2 separate regions of the Sus scrofa genome follow, and region 2 is linked to region 1. The links are chromatin contacts, called in public Hi-C maps. All regions are on one chromosome and are shown on one strand. Each heading gives the region's core, a stretch centred on a gene start, on an enhancer-like site or on the middle of the called end of the contact. The rest is flanking DNA. Distances are from core to core; before and after follow the strand shown. Region 1 holds the start of MRPS12 (a long non-coding RNA gene). Region 2 holds the start of ECH1 (enoyl-CoA hydratase 1).

Region 1 (2,648 bases), core at 109-2,608:
TCTCCTTAGTGATGTGCCACCGCCGCCGAGCACGACTGTTCACCTCAGGGCCTCAGTGTGCTCATCTGTAGGGTAGGCACCATCATTAGAGCTCCTCCTGCCTCCTAAGCACTGTGTGATCCGCACGTCAACCTAGCCCAGATTCCCCAAGCAGGGCAGAGATCTGTCTTGTTCAGCCCTGTGATCCCTAGTCAATGTCAAAAAAGAGCTTAACAGGGAGTTCCTGTTGTGGCCCAGTGGAAACGAACCCAATTAGTATCCATGAGGATGCAGGTTCGATCCCTGGCCTCACTCAGTGGGTTAAGGATCTTGCGTTGCAGTGAGCTGTGGTGTAGGTCGCAGATGTGGCTCAGATCCCATGTTGCTGTGGCTGTGGTGTAGGCTGGCAGCTACAGCTCGATTCAACCCCTAGCCTGGAAAATTCCATATTTGGGCATAAAAAAAAAAAAAAAAAAAAGGAAAGAAAGAAGGAGCTTAACAAAGGTTTGAAGAGTGAATACGCAGGTGGAATATCTCACAAAGAGCATGACCTGTGAGAAACATTTGGTATTTGTGGAAGAAACAGGTTCATAATAAAGCTTCCCTCTCAGTGCCCGGCATGTACTAGGCTCTTGGAAAATACCAGTTGAATGAACAACTTCAACACTTTGCTTGGACGTCTCACCCAAGGGAAATATTTAATATTATTTGCTGAAAAAAATAACCGACCCAAACTCCTGACACCCCCCTGACCCATAGTAGCCCTCAATGCAACTACTTCCCACCCCCTTCCCTTGCAACACCAGCTCCGCCAAAAGCCATCGTGTATCCTCCCTGATTTAAAACCTTGATTCCCTCGGCAGAGGATGCAAGTCCCAGGGGGGATAACCCTCACCTAGCCTCGGCTCTGCAGCCCTAGTCCCCTACTTACCACAGTTTAGGGACGTGCCGAGGCCACGGAGAAGGCCGGACCAGGACATCCCGCCGCCTGAAGGGTCCCTGTTTTAGGGGATGAGAGATTCAGATAGAGAAGGAGGGGAAAGTGTCCGTGATCGGGGAAGGGCCAAATCTCCCCATCCCGCTCTCGGACTCTTCCGTTTAAATCTAAGGGATTTCCTCCGACTGTATAACCACAACTCCTAAAGCCGCTAACAGAGAAAGTCCCTCCGTAAATTTAGTCTTGCTCTGAATAGCCTCTCGGGGATTCAACCGCCCCTGCTCACATACAAGAGGAAAAGGGAAACTGAGGGGAGACCCGGGGAGGTTTCGAGGACCCGAGAATCCCGTCTACCTTTCCGACACTAGCCCGGTCCGCCGACACGCCAAATCTGACCTCTAACTGAATGGAATTATCCCGGCAGGGATTGGCTGGCTCTGCCCTTCCCGGTACACTGAAGGGGCGGGGAACAGATGACGATTGGGCAACGATAATGTCAATCTCGGCCAACTGTTCTCCCAGAACAGTGTTTTTTGAGGCATGGGAGGGGCTCACTCCTTCCAAAGTTTGATTGGCTAGTCCCGGAGAAGAGCTGCTTTACAATTGGTCTAAACGCGTAGTGGGCGGGATGAAGAGTGCGCGACTTTTTGTCCCCCTTCCAAGATGGCTGCGTCCATGGTGCGGCGTTTGTGGCCTCTGGTGGCTAGTCGGGGCCTGCGGCTCCGGGGAGGCTATGCCTGCAACCAGAGCCCAAGGAGAAGCTTCGCTACGGAGAGGCGAGACAGGAACCTCCTGTACGAGCACGCACGTGAAGGCTACAGCGCGCTCCCTCAGCTGGACATGGAGCCGCTGTGCGCATACCCGGAAGAGGCGGCGCGCACCTTGGATCTCCGCAAGGGGGAGCTGCGATCTGACGACCTGCCGGCGATCGTGAGTGCGCTTGCGCTGGCCGGCATTGCCAGGCCTGGCCGCTTTGCTTATTGGCTGTTCGCTCTAGGGACGAAGTGGGCGTGCCAGATATTCTCCAGGAGGGGGCGGTCTTATCGCAGGATTTTAGTTTCTTCCCAAGTTTAGCAAACGTGTTTGGCACTCACGTACGTGCCAGTTATCCGTGGAGTGCCAAGGCCCTACAGTCTAGATATCCATGATGCTCCTGTTCCATATGGCTTGTTGAGTACCCACTCTGCACTAAGAACTTACTACTGTCTGCCAATGTGCTCCGACGTCGAACCAGGCTTACCCTAAGGCCACAGAGGGAAATGCCGGACAAAGATGTGAATCAGAGGTGAGGGGAGCCTCTTGCCTTTGGAGATTGAAAAGTAGAGTTTGCACCTACCCACGAGTATCAGGCAGTTAAATAGTGTTATTTAATCCTTTGAAAGATATTTAGGGAGCGCCTACCTTAAGTTCCAGGTGTTGAGAATAAGACAGCGAATGATAATAATCGCAAAGCTAGCACCTATATAATACTACATGCTGGGGAACTAGAACCGGTGTCACCATATTTCTAGACCCTGTTGGGGCGCTAAGGATGATGGGAACTCGGAATCCTCCCAGCCATCTCTTGGAGCTCCTCCCCAGCCATCCTATTTTAAGTGCTTTATACAGATTAGTCTCATTTAAGTTTCACAACAATCCTGTGAGGTAGGTACAGCTATTTCCCCTACTTTATCAGTGAGGAAGTTAAGGCTCAGAGAAGTTACTTTTTTTGGCTGCCCTGGAGGCATGCACA
Region 2 (2,648 bases), core at 71-2,570, 90 kb after region 1:
ACAACGGAAACTCCCCAAAGTGATTTTAAAAGACCTTATATTTAGGAGTTCCAGGCTTGACGCAGTGGAAACAAGTCTGGCTAGGAACTATGAGGTTGCGAGTTCGGTCCCTGGCCTCACTCAGTGGATTAAGGATCCTGCATTGCCATGAGCTGTGGTATAGGTCGCAGAAGTGGCTTGGGGGGTTCCCGTTGTGGCTCAGTGGTTATCGAATCTGACTAGGAACCATGAGGTTGCGGGTTCCATCCCTGGCCTTGCTCAGTGGGTTAAGGGTCCAGTGTCGCCTTGAGCTGTGGTATAGGTTGCAGACGTGGCTTGGATCCCGCGTTGCTGTGGCTCTGGTGTAGGCCGGTGGCTACAGCTCAGACTAGGCCCCTAGCCTGGGAACCTCCACATGCTGTGGGAGTGGTCCTCAAAAGGCAAAAAGAAAAAAAAAAAAAGTGGCTTGGATCCAGCATTGCTGTGGCTGTAGTGTAGGCCAGCAGCTGTAGCTCCAATTCAACCCCTAGCCTGGGAACCTCCACATGCTGCAGGTGTGGCCCTAAAAGCAGTACCCCCCCAAAAAACCCTTATATTTATTAAGAACACGTACTTAATGGACTTCCCATGTGGCTTGCAGGATAACTACTTAGTGTTGCTTCTACAGTGGCTGTGGCTCGACCCCTGGCTCAGGAACTTACATTAAAAAAAAAAAAAAAAAAGAACATGTACTTACGAGCCACATAAATAGCCTCTTCAGCCCTCTTGAATCCCAGGGACCTTAATCTAGTGTCGTCTCCAGATCCAGGTTTCCGCTGTGTTCAAGGTAAAATAGTACAACCCCTACCCACCCCACCCCCGCCCCCGGCCCGCCCAGTGGTGTGGGAATTCGAATTATATAGTCAGCACTTAATGTTGGTCTATACTTTTACTGGATAATCTCAGTAGGAAATTTTTCTTTTTAGTTAATATGGTACAAGTGCATGGTTACAAACTGGCAGGGCTCCGATTATTCTGCCATTACGGACTTGGACACTCATCTCTCTCCAATTCGTTCACCATTACGAAAGAGCTGTGGTGGCCCCTGCACAGAATGTTCGGGGACAGTGAATTATCGCCTCAGGCCAGATTCCTATTGTGCCAAAGGTTCCCAGGGCGAGCCAAAGGCCGGCAAATTTAGAAGGCGATTTCCGGTTGCCCTTAGTAAAGATGGCGGGAATAGGGGTGTCACCGCTGTTTGGATGCGGCTTCGATGCCCTCGCTCAACATGGCGGCCCTTGTGCCCGCCCCCTTAACTTCCTCTCGTCGGGCTATTCCGGCGTTTCAGTCGCAATGACGGCAGTGGCAATGGCGTTTTTTCACAGAGTGCGCAGCTTGCTGACTCGGCGTGAGTCATCTCTTGACTTCTGGGGGTCTATTGAGCTGTCGTCCTGTCATGGCGACTGTAGAACGGAGAGGCCTGTCTGGGGTCAAGCAAGGTCCTCACGCCTTATTAAACTCAGGGGTCCATGTGCTCCTATGCAAAGGGCCCGTGTCCTACCGTGGGGTAGCTGTCAGCTCAGTGTCTCCAATCTAGTGTCAGTACCACCTTCGCGGGTTTGAAGTGGCCCTCAGACCGAGGCCACTGGTGAGTGCACCCTAATCTTAAAAGCCTGTGTCTTCCTGAACCAAGGCCTCTTAACAGGCCTGCGTTCCCCAATCTAATGTCACTGAGATGGATGTGTGCCCTCTGCTTTTGAAGGTGCTCTTCTCCCAATTTGGGGTCATAAAATGCTCTTCCTGGGAGTTCCCGTCCTGGCTCAGTGGTTAACAAATCTGACTAGGAACCATGAGGTTGCGGGTTCGATCCCTGCCCTTGCTCAGTGGGTTAACGATCCAGCATTGCTGTGAGCTGTGGTGTAGGTCGCAGACGCGGCTCAGATCCCGCCGCGTTGCTGTGGCTCTGGTGTAGGCCGGTGGCTACCGCTTTGATTCCACCCCTAGCCTAGGAACCTCCATATGCCGCGGGAGCCGCCCTAGAAATGGCAAAAAGACAAAAAAAAAAAAAAAAAAAAAAAAAATGCTCTTCCTTTGTCTCTCCAGGATTGACAGCCCCCACCAACCTCAGCCTTAGTCTTCACCCCATGAGCTCCTTTACACAAGAGGAGGCTTCCAAAGCTGCTCCCAGCGAAGCTCCAGGTCACAACTATGAGTCCCTTCAGGTGACAGCTGTCCAGAAACATGTGCTTCATGTGCAGCTAAACCGGCCAGAGAAGAGAAATGCCATGAACAGAGCCTTCTGGAGGTCTGGTCTGCAGGTCCTGAGAGGCCTGTCTGCAGGAGGAGGCAGGGGCTAAGGGACTGGGCAGGGGAGGACCTGAGAGCAGGGAACTCCCCCCGCCCCCCCAGACAGCCCTTGCCTCCTTCCCTTTCCGCAGAGAGATGGTGGTGTGCTTCAACAAGATCGCACAGGACCCTGACTGTCGTGCGGTGGTGATCTCTGGTGCAGGAAAAATGTTCACTTCAGGTACCACGTGCTCTCCATACCCACCCCTGCCACCCTCCCCTGCTCCTGGAGAGAGATCAAGGCTTCTTAATTAGGGTTTCAAGCAGCTTCTAACTTCAACTTTCAACATTTTCAAATACAGAAATTGACAGGTTCATGGGCTCTTAAATCTGGGTTTTCATTC

The links. Hi-C and Micro-C count contacts between places; a contact is called where the count stands out from the background.
Region 2: a Hi-C map of epiblast stem cells shows a contact between it and region 1, with 1.6 times the contacts expected there. The contact joins the promoter of ECH1 here to the promoter of MRPS12 in region 1. A contact is called at or near these places in 2 of 5 promoter capture datasets (fetal liver and liver), 6 of 47 Hi-C or Micro-C datasets (epiblast stem cells, heart right ventricle, liver and 3 more) and 2 of 2 datasets of contacts at active chromatin or transcription factors (alveolar macrophages and skeletal muscle).

The regions. Positions count from the first base shown.
Region 1 is chr6:47,727,228-47,729,875 of Sscrofa11.1, reverse strand. MRPS12 (a long non-coding RNA gene) reads right to left here and starts at 1,358. Exons shown (of 3, transcript XR_002344649.1): 1 at 1,271-1,358; 2 at 911-978. It overlaps SARS2 (serine--tRNA ligase, mitochondrial), which reads left to right and starts at 1,482. Exons shown (of 17, transcript XM_021094351.1): 1 at 1,482-1,846. The coding sequence starts at 1,580.
Region 2 is chr6:47,637,633-47,640,280 of Sscrofa11.1, reverse strand. It overlaps ECH1 (enoyl-CoA hydratase 1), which reads left to right and starts at 1,320. Exons shown (of 10, transcript NM_001044607.2): 1 at 1,320-1,366; 2 at 2,062-2,263; 3 at 2,397-2,485. The coding sequence starts at 1,327.